Regions from separate parts of the Macaca mulatta genome. Here region 2 is linked to region 1. A link is a contact called in public Hi-C data. All regions are on one chromosome and are shown on one strand. The core of a region is the stretch at or near the end of the contact, and the rest is flanking DNA. Distances in the headings are between cores, read along the strand shown. Region 1 holds the start of RPL3 (ribosomal protein L3). Region 2 holds the start of SUN2 (Sad1 and UNC84 domain containing 2).

What was found. A called contact is a pair of places that touch in the nucleus more often than the background predicts.
Region 2: a Hi-C map of fetal cortex germinal zone shows a contact between it and region 1, with 2.7 times the contacts expected there. The contact joins the promoter of SUN2 here to the promoter of RPL3 in region 1. A contact is called at or near these places in 2 of 14 Hi-C or Micro-C datasets (fetal cortex germinal zone and fetal cortical plate).

What each region holds. Positions count from the first base shown.
Region 1 is chr10:12,239,374-12,243,891 of T2T-MMU8v2.0, reverse strand. RPL3 (ribosomal protein L3) reads right to left here and starts at 2,282. Exons shown (of 10, transcript NM_001193554.1): 1 at 2,261-2,282; 2 at 1,133-1,325; 3 at 126-294. The coding sequence starts at 2,263. It overlaps LOC114670668 (small nucleolar RNA SNORD43), which reads right to left and starts at 1,776; the gene lies at 1,713-1,776.
Region 2 is chr10:12,764,481-12,769,338 of T2T-MMU8v2.0, reverse strand. It overlaps SUN2 (Sad1 and UNC84 domain containing 2), which reads right to left and starts at 3,498. Exons shown (of 18, transcript XR_013399019.1): 1 at 3,281-3,498; 2 at 25-183. It also overlaps a transcript of GTPBP1 not described here.

The sequences.
Region 1 (4,518 bases), core at 1,033-3,532:
TGTTCAAGAGACAAACTAAACCCGAGACAGCAGCTCCCTGCCTGCTACAGAGCTGAGAAACCATGCACACACTGCTCCCTGCTCTCCAGCTCCCAAGCTAGGGACTGCAGGGCCTCCTCCCTCACCAGTTCTTATAGAAACGCCTCTTGCATTCATCACTGATGTGCTCAGCGAAGACAGTCTTGAAGGTCCGGAGGCCTCGAGGGGTTTCCACGTAGCCCACAATGCCCACAACCACCATGGGTGGCGTCTCCACAATGGTTACAGCCTCCACCACCTCCTTCTTGTTCACCTCTGCAAAGAAAGCAGTAGTCAGACTTGGCAGGAGCCCAAGCAAGGGGTGTAATGTTTTCTAGGAAAATGCAAAATGCCCATTTAGGCCGGAAGGGCAACTGGGCCCCACACCTGCAGTCTGGACACTCAGGGCTGTCCTTACTACCTACTTCTCATTCAAAGTGCATTTATGTTCTTTAACTTAAAAAATATCAGGACCCTAGATAACCAAATACCTGTCCAGCTTCAATTCTCTTCTACAGAAACCTCTGGAGGCAGACAAGATTTGCTATTTATCTGGAAAATTCAAGTGTCCTAAATATAACTGGGACACAGAAATAGCTCTGAGCTCAGTTTAGAGTCAATATCAATTGTCTAACGTTAATGTCTCCATGGCTCAGCAACCAGTGCTGTTAGACATCTCTAAGTAGAAAACACACAGGTAAGTGGCCATTATTCAAGCTTTTAGGCGAAATGCACGTGAACAAGTAAAACATGAATGAGGCACTTCTTATTCCAGCCTCAGCAGCTCCAACCCCCCATACTAGTGTTACTTCTCTTTGCTAAGGCTCCTGGCAAATTTACTATGCTCTGAAAGCAATACCCCACTCCGCACCTAAAGCAAACAGTGCCGGCCATCTGTAGCCTTGGAATATTCCCGCACCTAAAGCGAACAGTGCCGGCCATCTGTAGCCTTGGAATATTAGTCTTGAGGTTGTCCGCTGTCACAGAAGTTCTGACAACCTGTAACTCCAGCTTAAAAAAAAAAGTCTGCCCTCTGCTAACAGCTTGACTCCATCTCTCCAGTTTCCCTCCCCCTCCACTCCTATCCCCCAACTTTCAGGAGGCCTGTACATACTAGATCCTGGCCTGTCGACTTCCCGCACGATGTGGGTCATGCCAGCCTTGTATCCCAGGAAGGCTGTGAGGTGGACCGGCTTAGACGGATCATCTTTAGGGAAGCTCTTAACCTTCCCGCGATGCCTGCTGCTGCGCTTCCGAGGCAGGAAGCCGAGCGACCCATGTCTGGGAGCCGAGAACTTTCTGTGAGACTGGGGGGGGGAAAAAATCACCGTCAGCACCAGACACCCAGCAAACCGAGTAAAAAGATAATTATCTCCTCCAGGCTCGCACATGTCAAGAATGTTTTTGTATTCAACAAAATTTAAGCTGAATCTAATTTCAAATCCTCTCAACCTGTAAGAAAACGAGCCATCCGTTTTTTTCTCTAACACCACACAAAAATACACTTAGTGACACTAAAAACTGCTCAACAGGCAGCTTTATGTGCCAATTAGCAAGGTTTTGACCACTAAAGAAAGGCACTCCAGGGACAAATAAATGCTGGGTAGCAACTAGCCAATACTACGCTATGGGCTGCCTCTAGCGCCCGGACACTAACTACACCGATACACGTAGGCCAGAGAACTCGGCAGAGCCAAATCAGAACATGACAATCAGCACACAGTTTCTGTCCGCCCGTCAATAAGTTCATCATCTGTGGCTTCTGGGAGCTCCAGAGGCCTTCGGAGTGCACAAGCGGTCCCAGATATTTCAAGAGGACTCCACAACATTCTCCTCCCGCAAGCTTCTTTACCTCCCAATGAGAACGGTGCCGAGAACCCCCACCCAAGGTCCTCCTATCCAGACAAGCTGCTTATGGGCCCTAATCCCAACTAATGATGGAGTTGGTGAGATCGAAACTCAGCAATGACTCATGGCTTTAAAAATGCCGGGCCTCCAAGCCTGCTCCCACCCTTACGGCCTGTCTCTGGCCGACCTGCAGGCCCAAAGCCAGTCCTCCAAGCGCTCTTCTCCACAAGCCTCTCGACTTTCCAGAAAATAGGCCTGACTGAGGCCCCCGCTGGGTCGCCTGTGCCCCTAGAGCAAGCCCCGGCGCCGGCCAAGCTGGGATGGCGGCGATGCGTCGCGGATTCAGCCGTGCCGACGCCGGTGACAATGAATCGGACGCCATTACAGTACATACCATCACGCCATCAAATCCCGCCGGTAGAGGTCGACTTGTTGTCGGTGTCCGCTATATAAAGTCAGATCTGGCTCCGCCCCTTCCGGCGTGCGAGCGCGCCCCCGCGGCAGACGTCGGGTCGGGGGGCACGTACCGAGCGCCATTTCTACGCATGCTCTTCCGCGCCTAACTTTCGTTCCGAGGTGGACGTCAGCTTCTGGGACCGAAATTAGACACTCTACGGCGAGGGGTCGGGTTCAAACTTAATGAAAAGCCACGGAGAAGCGGGCTGAGGGTTTGGTGTGCCACAACTCTACGGCGTCCGGCAGCAGCCAAATTTGATAATAATGAAGAAAAATGGCTGCGTCGCTTTTCTTCCTGTGATATGCAGCTATCTCTGGAATTGGCGAGGAAAGACTGAAACCCTTGTTTCCTGGCTCCGACGCTGGTTTTGCCGCGACACCAACTTGCCTTTAATACCTTTAATCTCGGGCATCCTTCCCTCAAGCCCTGTCTCTACCATTTCTCCCATGCTAATGCAGTGGCCTGCACTTGATTCTGAGAGTCTCAGGAGCGTCCCAAGCCTGCGGAACGGCCTCACGACCTCGGGTCATGCCGAGTCCAGCTGCCCAGCCTCCCTGAGCCCCACGCCTTCCAGACCTCTGCATCAACAAGGACTTTCGCTGATCTCCGCTTGGGCTCCAGGGTAACTCGGGTCCTGACCGTTTCCCTGCCTACAGGCTCCTCCCTTACGAATCTTTTTTTTTTTTTTTTTTTTTTTTTTTTTTGAGACGGAGTCTCGCTCTGTCGCGCAGGCTGGAGTACAGTGGCGCGATCTCGGCTCACTGCAACCTCCGCTTCCGGGGTCACGGTTCAAGCAATTCTCTTGCCTCAGCCTCCCGAGTAGCTGGGATTACAGGAATGCGTCCGGCTAAATTTTTTTTTTTTTTTTTTTTTTTGTATTTTTAGTAGAGACGGGATTTCACCATGTTGGCCAGGCTGGTCTTGAACTCCTGACCTCGTGATCCGCCCGCCTCGGCCTCCCAAAGTGCTGGGATTACAGGCGTGAGCCACCGCGCCCGGCCCCCTACAAATCTAAGAATCAAGTATCTCGTTACTTTACAAGGATCCCTCGTCGTTTCCTCGGAATTAAGCATCAACTTCAGCGGCCACGGAAGACGCTCTCCTAACCGTCTACTTCAGCCTCATGGCTGAACCCTAGCACACGCTCTCATATCACCTTCTGCTTCCTCCGTCCCACCCTGTCATCTTTTATTCTGGGCCTGGCCTTCGCTCCCACCGTGGTTTAAAAAACATTCTCTCGGCCATAATCCCAACAATTTGGGAGGCTGAGGCAGGCGGATCACCTGAGGTCAGGAGTTCTAAACCAGCCTGGCCAACCTGGCGAAACCCCGTCTCTATCAAAAATACAAAAATTAGCCCGGCACGATGGTGTGCGTCTTTAATCCCAGCTACTTGGGAGGCTGAGGCGAGAGAATCGCTTGAACCCAGGAGGCGGAGGTTGCAGTGAGCTGAGATTGCCAGTGCATTCCAGCCTGGGCTACAGAGCGAGACTCCGTCTCAAAAAAAAAAAAAATCTCAATCCTCACACCATCCCCAAAGGACATAACTGATAGATCTTCAATCCATTATTAGAAATCCTGGGGGCCACATATGTTTCAAAATTCAGCATTTTTTTAGTTTTAGAAAGGTACTATGGTGCACCCACTGTATATTATGTAATCCAGTACTCTTTAAAGAAAAACAATATTCTGTAAGGAAACATGAATATTCACATTGAGTGGGATAAATATAAATAGACTCACATCAGTTCAAGGCTGACTTTGCTGCCCAAAAAATGCATCAGTTTACTTTTTGCTGCCAAATAATTTAAGAAGCGTTTTAAAATTTCGGGATACAGGCCGGGCACGGTGGCTTATGCCTGTAATCCCAACACTTCAGAAGGCCGATAGGGGTGGATCACCTGAGGTCAGGAGTTTGAGACCAGCCTGACCAACACAGTGAAACCTCGTCTCTACTAAAAATACAAAAATTAGCCGGTTGTGGCTGCACGCCTGTAGTCCCAGCTACCCCGGAGGCTGAGGCAGGAGAATTGCTTGAATCAGGAGGCAGAGGTTGCAGTGAGCCGAGATTGCACCACTGTGCTCCAGCTTAGGTGACCAATCAGGATTCTCAAAAAATAAAAAAATAAAAAAATAAGGCCAGGTGTAGTGGCTCATGCCAAATCCCCAGCACTTTGGGAGGCCAAGGTGGGTGGA
Region 2 (4,858 bases), core at 2,249-4,748, 520 kb before region 1:
TGTGGCACTCCCTTGGGTCCCTACCTGAGAGGACTATCTTTAAACAGGGTGCTCTGGCTCCCGGCCACTGAGCTCCCTCCGCTGCTGCTGCTGCCATCATCGTCACCCTGGGAGTAGCGCGTGAGGCGCTGGCTTCTTCGGGACATGATGAGGTAGGATGTGGACTCTTCCCCTGAAGAGAATCTAAGGAGAGAGAGGAGGAGGAGGACTGGATGTGAGGCCTGGGGCTGTCCCCAGCTCCCCTCTGGAGGAGGTGGAATGGAGGCATCACCTCACAGCCGAGAACAGACCATCCCCCGACCCCTGGCATTCAGTCTAAACAGCCCTGATGGGGGGCAAGGCAGGGATCTGTGAAGCACCCCCGCACTGTGCATTGGCTGGAGTCGTGCCCGGCCTGGGGCTCACTTAGCGACTCTGGAGCCTCTTCCAGGGCGCTTTCCACAGGCTTCCCAATTTTCAGTTTCCTTGTCTTTATCCTTCGTGGTGCTGAGCTCCGCACAAGCCAGAACTGGGTCTTCCTCGACCTCTAACAAGTAGCAGAGACTCTGGCACGTGACAGGCACCTGCAAACTTCTGGTCACTGCCTGCACGCCCGGTCGTCCAGCCATCCCACCTGCCTTCTCCCTAAAGACTTCTCCCAGTCTCGCTCTAGCTGTGTCCCTTTGCTGACATACGCTCGTTGATCGAGGGCCCCAGCGAACCTTGATGGAAAACCTTCCCCATGTAGACCCCACCTATGTTCTTCTTCTTTTTTTTTTTTGAGACAGAGTCTCGCTCTGCTGCCCAGGCTGGAGTGCAGTGGTGCAATCTCGGCTCACTGCAACCTCTACCTTCCCGGTTCAAGTGATTCTCCTGCCTCAGATTCCCAAGTGGCTGGGATTACAGGTGTGCGCCACTGTGACCGGCTAATTTTTGTATTTTTAGTAGAGAGGAGATTTCGCCATGTTGGCCACGCTGCTCTCAAACTCCTGACCTCAGGTGATCCACCCACCTCGGCTTCCTAAAGTACTGGGATTACAGGCATGAGCCACCACGCTCAGTCAAAAGCATTTTTCTTTTTTCTGTTTTTTATAGTAGAGACGGGGTTTCACCAGGTTGGCCAGGCTCCCACCTACGTCCTAATGGTGCTCGCACTCTGTCCCCATGGTGCACATTGTGCTGCCACATCTTGGTAAGATGATGATAAAATGTAAGTGTCTGCTGGGTCCAGGCTCCTTGTATACCCCATTTATGATTATTAGAAGCAAGGTAGGTATCATGACTCCCATTTACAAGGGAAGAACCTGGACATTGAGGCAATGGGTAAGTTGCGTACAGTCCCCAGCCTGTAAGTGACAAAGCCAGGGTTTGGGCTCAGCTCTGACAGGCTGTAGGGCCTGGGTCTTTCTACTCAGCCATAAAGTTTTCCAGTTGTTTCAGGAATGTATTGAAGATTCTAGAATCTTTTTTAGCCCCACACATGTGCAAAACAAGGCTGTATACAAACTTGTTACACAACAAATATCTGGTAGCAAACTAACAAAATAGGGAGGAGGAGGGCAGCATGAGTTACAGTCAGTGCCGGTCACCACGTGGGGCAGAGATCAAGGCTCTGGAATTGATAATGAGGACAAAGAAAGCCAGAGTGCAAAGATCTGGCAAAAGGTGGCATTCTGTGACTGGAGGCAGATTAATGAACCGCTAAGGTCTAGACACCCAAATTCAAAGTCCTCGACTGCCAACATGAGGAGTCTCAACGTTAGTGCCTCCGCTGGCCTGTATGACAAAGTCACTTGAGAATTCCTAGCACTTGCTTGTGACTTTTGATCACTTCTGATATTCCTGGTTGATACTTAAATGACCCGTTCTCTGGGTTGCGTGGCAGGTATAGAAGTACACTTCCCAACCCAGGCTGCAGAAACCCGAAGGTCTGGTTAGTCCAGCTAGAAAGTCCTCCTCTGAAACACAAGCAGCCTCATGTCCTGGCCTTCTTGGCGTCTTCCCAGGTCAGATGCCCATCTGGCATCCCCCCCTACTTTTAGCTGGTGTTGGAAAAGGGACCGATTGGTAGTAGGAAAAGCAGGAAGTTGGCCTGGGTCCTTGTGTCTATTCCTGTCCTTATAAGGTAATCCCCCCTCCCCCCTCCCTGCCCTGGCCTGTGCCACCCCTACCTGAAGCCTCCAGCTGCCCACACAGGGACTCCTCTTAGCCCCTGTCCTGCTGAAGGAGGTGACACCTTTGCCCAGGGCAGAAACAAGGCGACATGTTTATACCATACCCAAGCTGCTGCTGGGAAGAACTAAATATTCTGATGGGGGTTGAGTGGGGAGTGCTGAAACTGTCAGCACCCGCCTCTGCCCTGCCAGAACTCCCAGAGATGCCTCTTAGTCTCTCCTGAGGTATCCTGGCATCACAAAACAGCTTACCACTGAGTCTGGGTTTCACAAGATGAAAAAGGTCGAGGCCCCATTCTCCAAAACAAGAAGTGAGCCTCTAGGAGCTGAAATCTACTACTGGGCATCAGAACAGACACCACCCCCGCCCCACCTCCTCCCCAACAATCAGTTAAGAAACGCTCACCTAAAGCATCCTTCCCCACTTCTCAGCTGGGCGACATGCTTTTCTCAATTCCGCCCTTCCCCATCACAAACATCTCCATCCATCTTCAGACTTAACCCAGATCTGGGGCATCTTCCTCGTGACATTTCCACTCCCTGGGCACAGTCAGGCCACACGCCCTTGTGGGACGTGCCAAATGGCCGGTGCTAACTCCCCCTGCCTTCATTCCCACAGGCCGAACCTGCAGAAATCGTCACCAAAGGCGCGCCTTCAAGGCTCTGTAAGTCACACCGCGGCCCCCATTGCTTTGTTTTGTTTTGTTTTGTTTTGTTTTAGAACTGAACAAAACAGGCCTTCCTCCGAGGCCCTGAGTTCTGACAGGCAGAGGCTGGGAACTGCCTGTCCCTGGAAACGGCTTGTCTGGCACAAAACCCGTAGACGCTGCCCGGGGCCGGGTTGGGGCAGCCGGCCTTTGCCCTCCTCCTCCCGGGAGGCTGCCCGGGAAGTCTCGCCCGCAGACACCGCCCTCCCGGCTGACCAGTGGCGCGGCGGGCGCGGCGGGGGCCGGGAGGTGAGTCACGGCGCGGGCCGCGGACCCGGGTGGGGACTGGAGCCGGCCCAGCGCGGCCCGGAGAGGAGGAAGCAGGCCTGGTCGGGCGGCCCCGCCCAAGCGGCCCGACGGTGACCCGGGGTCAGGCCAGCCCGCTGCCCCTCACCCTCTCCTGCGCTCGCCCGCACTCACCTGCTGCCGCGGCGGCTCCTAACCCGGCCGGGGGCGTTCGAGGCCCGCCCGCCGCCGGGGCGCGCCCCCTTTCCGCGTGGGGATCCCGCGGGCGGTGCTCCGCGCAGGGCGAGACGGCGGCCGGGCCCGGGGCGCGCGGGCACGCGAAGAGCGGCGACGCGGGACGACGCAGGCGGGCGGACAATGCGGCCGGCGGAGGCCCGCGCTGCGCGAGTGGGGCCGGGCGGCGCGCGTGTGGCCGACTGTGTATGTGTGCGCCTGTCAGTCAACGCTGACAGGCCGCAGCCCATTGGCCAGGCCCTGCCGGCCGTTGCCGCCCACCGCCGCCACCCATTGGCCGGTTTGAACACAAAGCCCCGGCTCGCCCCGCCCTCGCGTGGGCCCAGCTGCCCGGCACGCTCAGCCTAGGAGTCCGCGCGTGGGAGGCGCTGAGCGGGCGGGGACCCCCAGGCCGCGGGAAGACGCGACGGGAGGCTGTGCTGGGGCTCGGGCTCGGCAGGGCACTGGACTCCAGATCTGGAGGCTCAGAGCTCCTGAGACCGCTCCGAGCGCCCCCACGCGCGCCCGCAGGCTGGCTCACCAGGCCGGCGTCCGAGGGAAAGGTGGGAGTCCCCGGAGCAGCAGCGCGCGGGTGGCCCTTGGTGCGCTCTCGGTGAGGCTGTCGAGGGCTTGCTCAACACCCGGCACCGGTGCTGTTGTCCTCTTAGCCGACCATGTCAACACCCATTTTACAGACAAGGAAACAGGTTGCTAATTTTGGGATTCCAGACATGCTGGGAGGCCCTGCCTCTTCCCAAGCTTTACCCAGAGCACCCAAGTTTCACGACAGCTCTTCTGTTGTTTGTCTTAAATAGATTTTCTATTTTATTTAAATAGAGACGAGATCTCACTATGTTTGCCTAGGCTGGTCACGAACGCCCGAGCTCCAGTGATCCTTCCGCCTCGGCTTCCCAAAGTACTAGGATTACAGGCATGAGCCACCGCGCCCAGCCAGCTCTTCTGTTTTAAGGACGGTGCTTGCCGCACTTGAGCTGTGGGAAGGCAGGACTGGCCACTCATTGTTATACCTTACTCAAACTTGGAACGAGTGCTCAGCATTTGAGTAAAATGCCGCCTGACTCCGGGGGTCCTGTTCCTTGGCTCACCACCCGCCAACTGTACAGATAGAGCAGGTGCACGGTTTGGGATGAATCACTTTCTGTGCCAGCCCTTCTAAGGGAAGGTGAACAGTCGTTATTGTACTTTGAAAATACCAAGAGGAAACGAGACAAGAATGACAAAATCACAGGAAGGCACAGGAAGGCTCTGGGGTCGGGGGATTGAGGAAAGGCAAAACCCTCATGCTAAAGTGGCTTCAGCCCAACTCCAGACAAAACCAGTCCCCTTTCCTGGGCCTACATTGCCCGCTCTGGAAAGAGAAGAGTCTCCTGCTCCTCCAGCCTCCTGGAGACCCTGGTGCTGGCCATTATCACTCCTAGGTTTAGACTGCAAGCTCTTTGAGGACATGGACAAGCTCTCCAGAGCCTGGTACCGAGCCTGGCTCTGGTCTGAGTGTCTGCTAAATGGAGGAATGAAAGG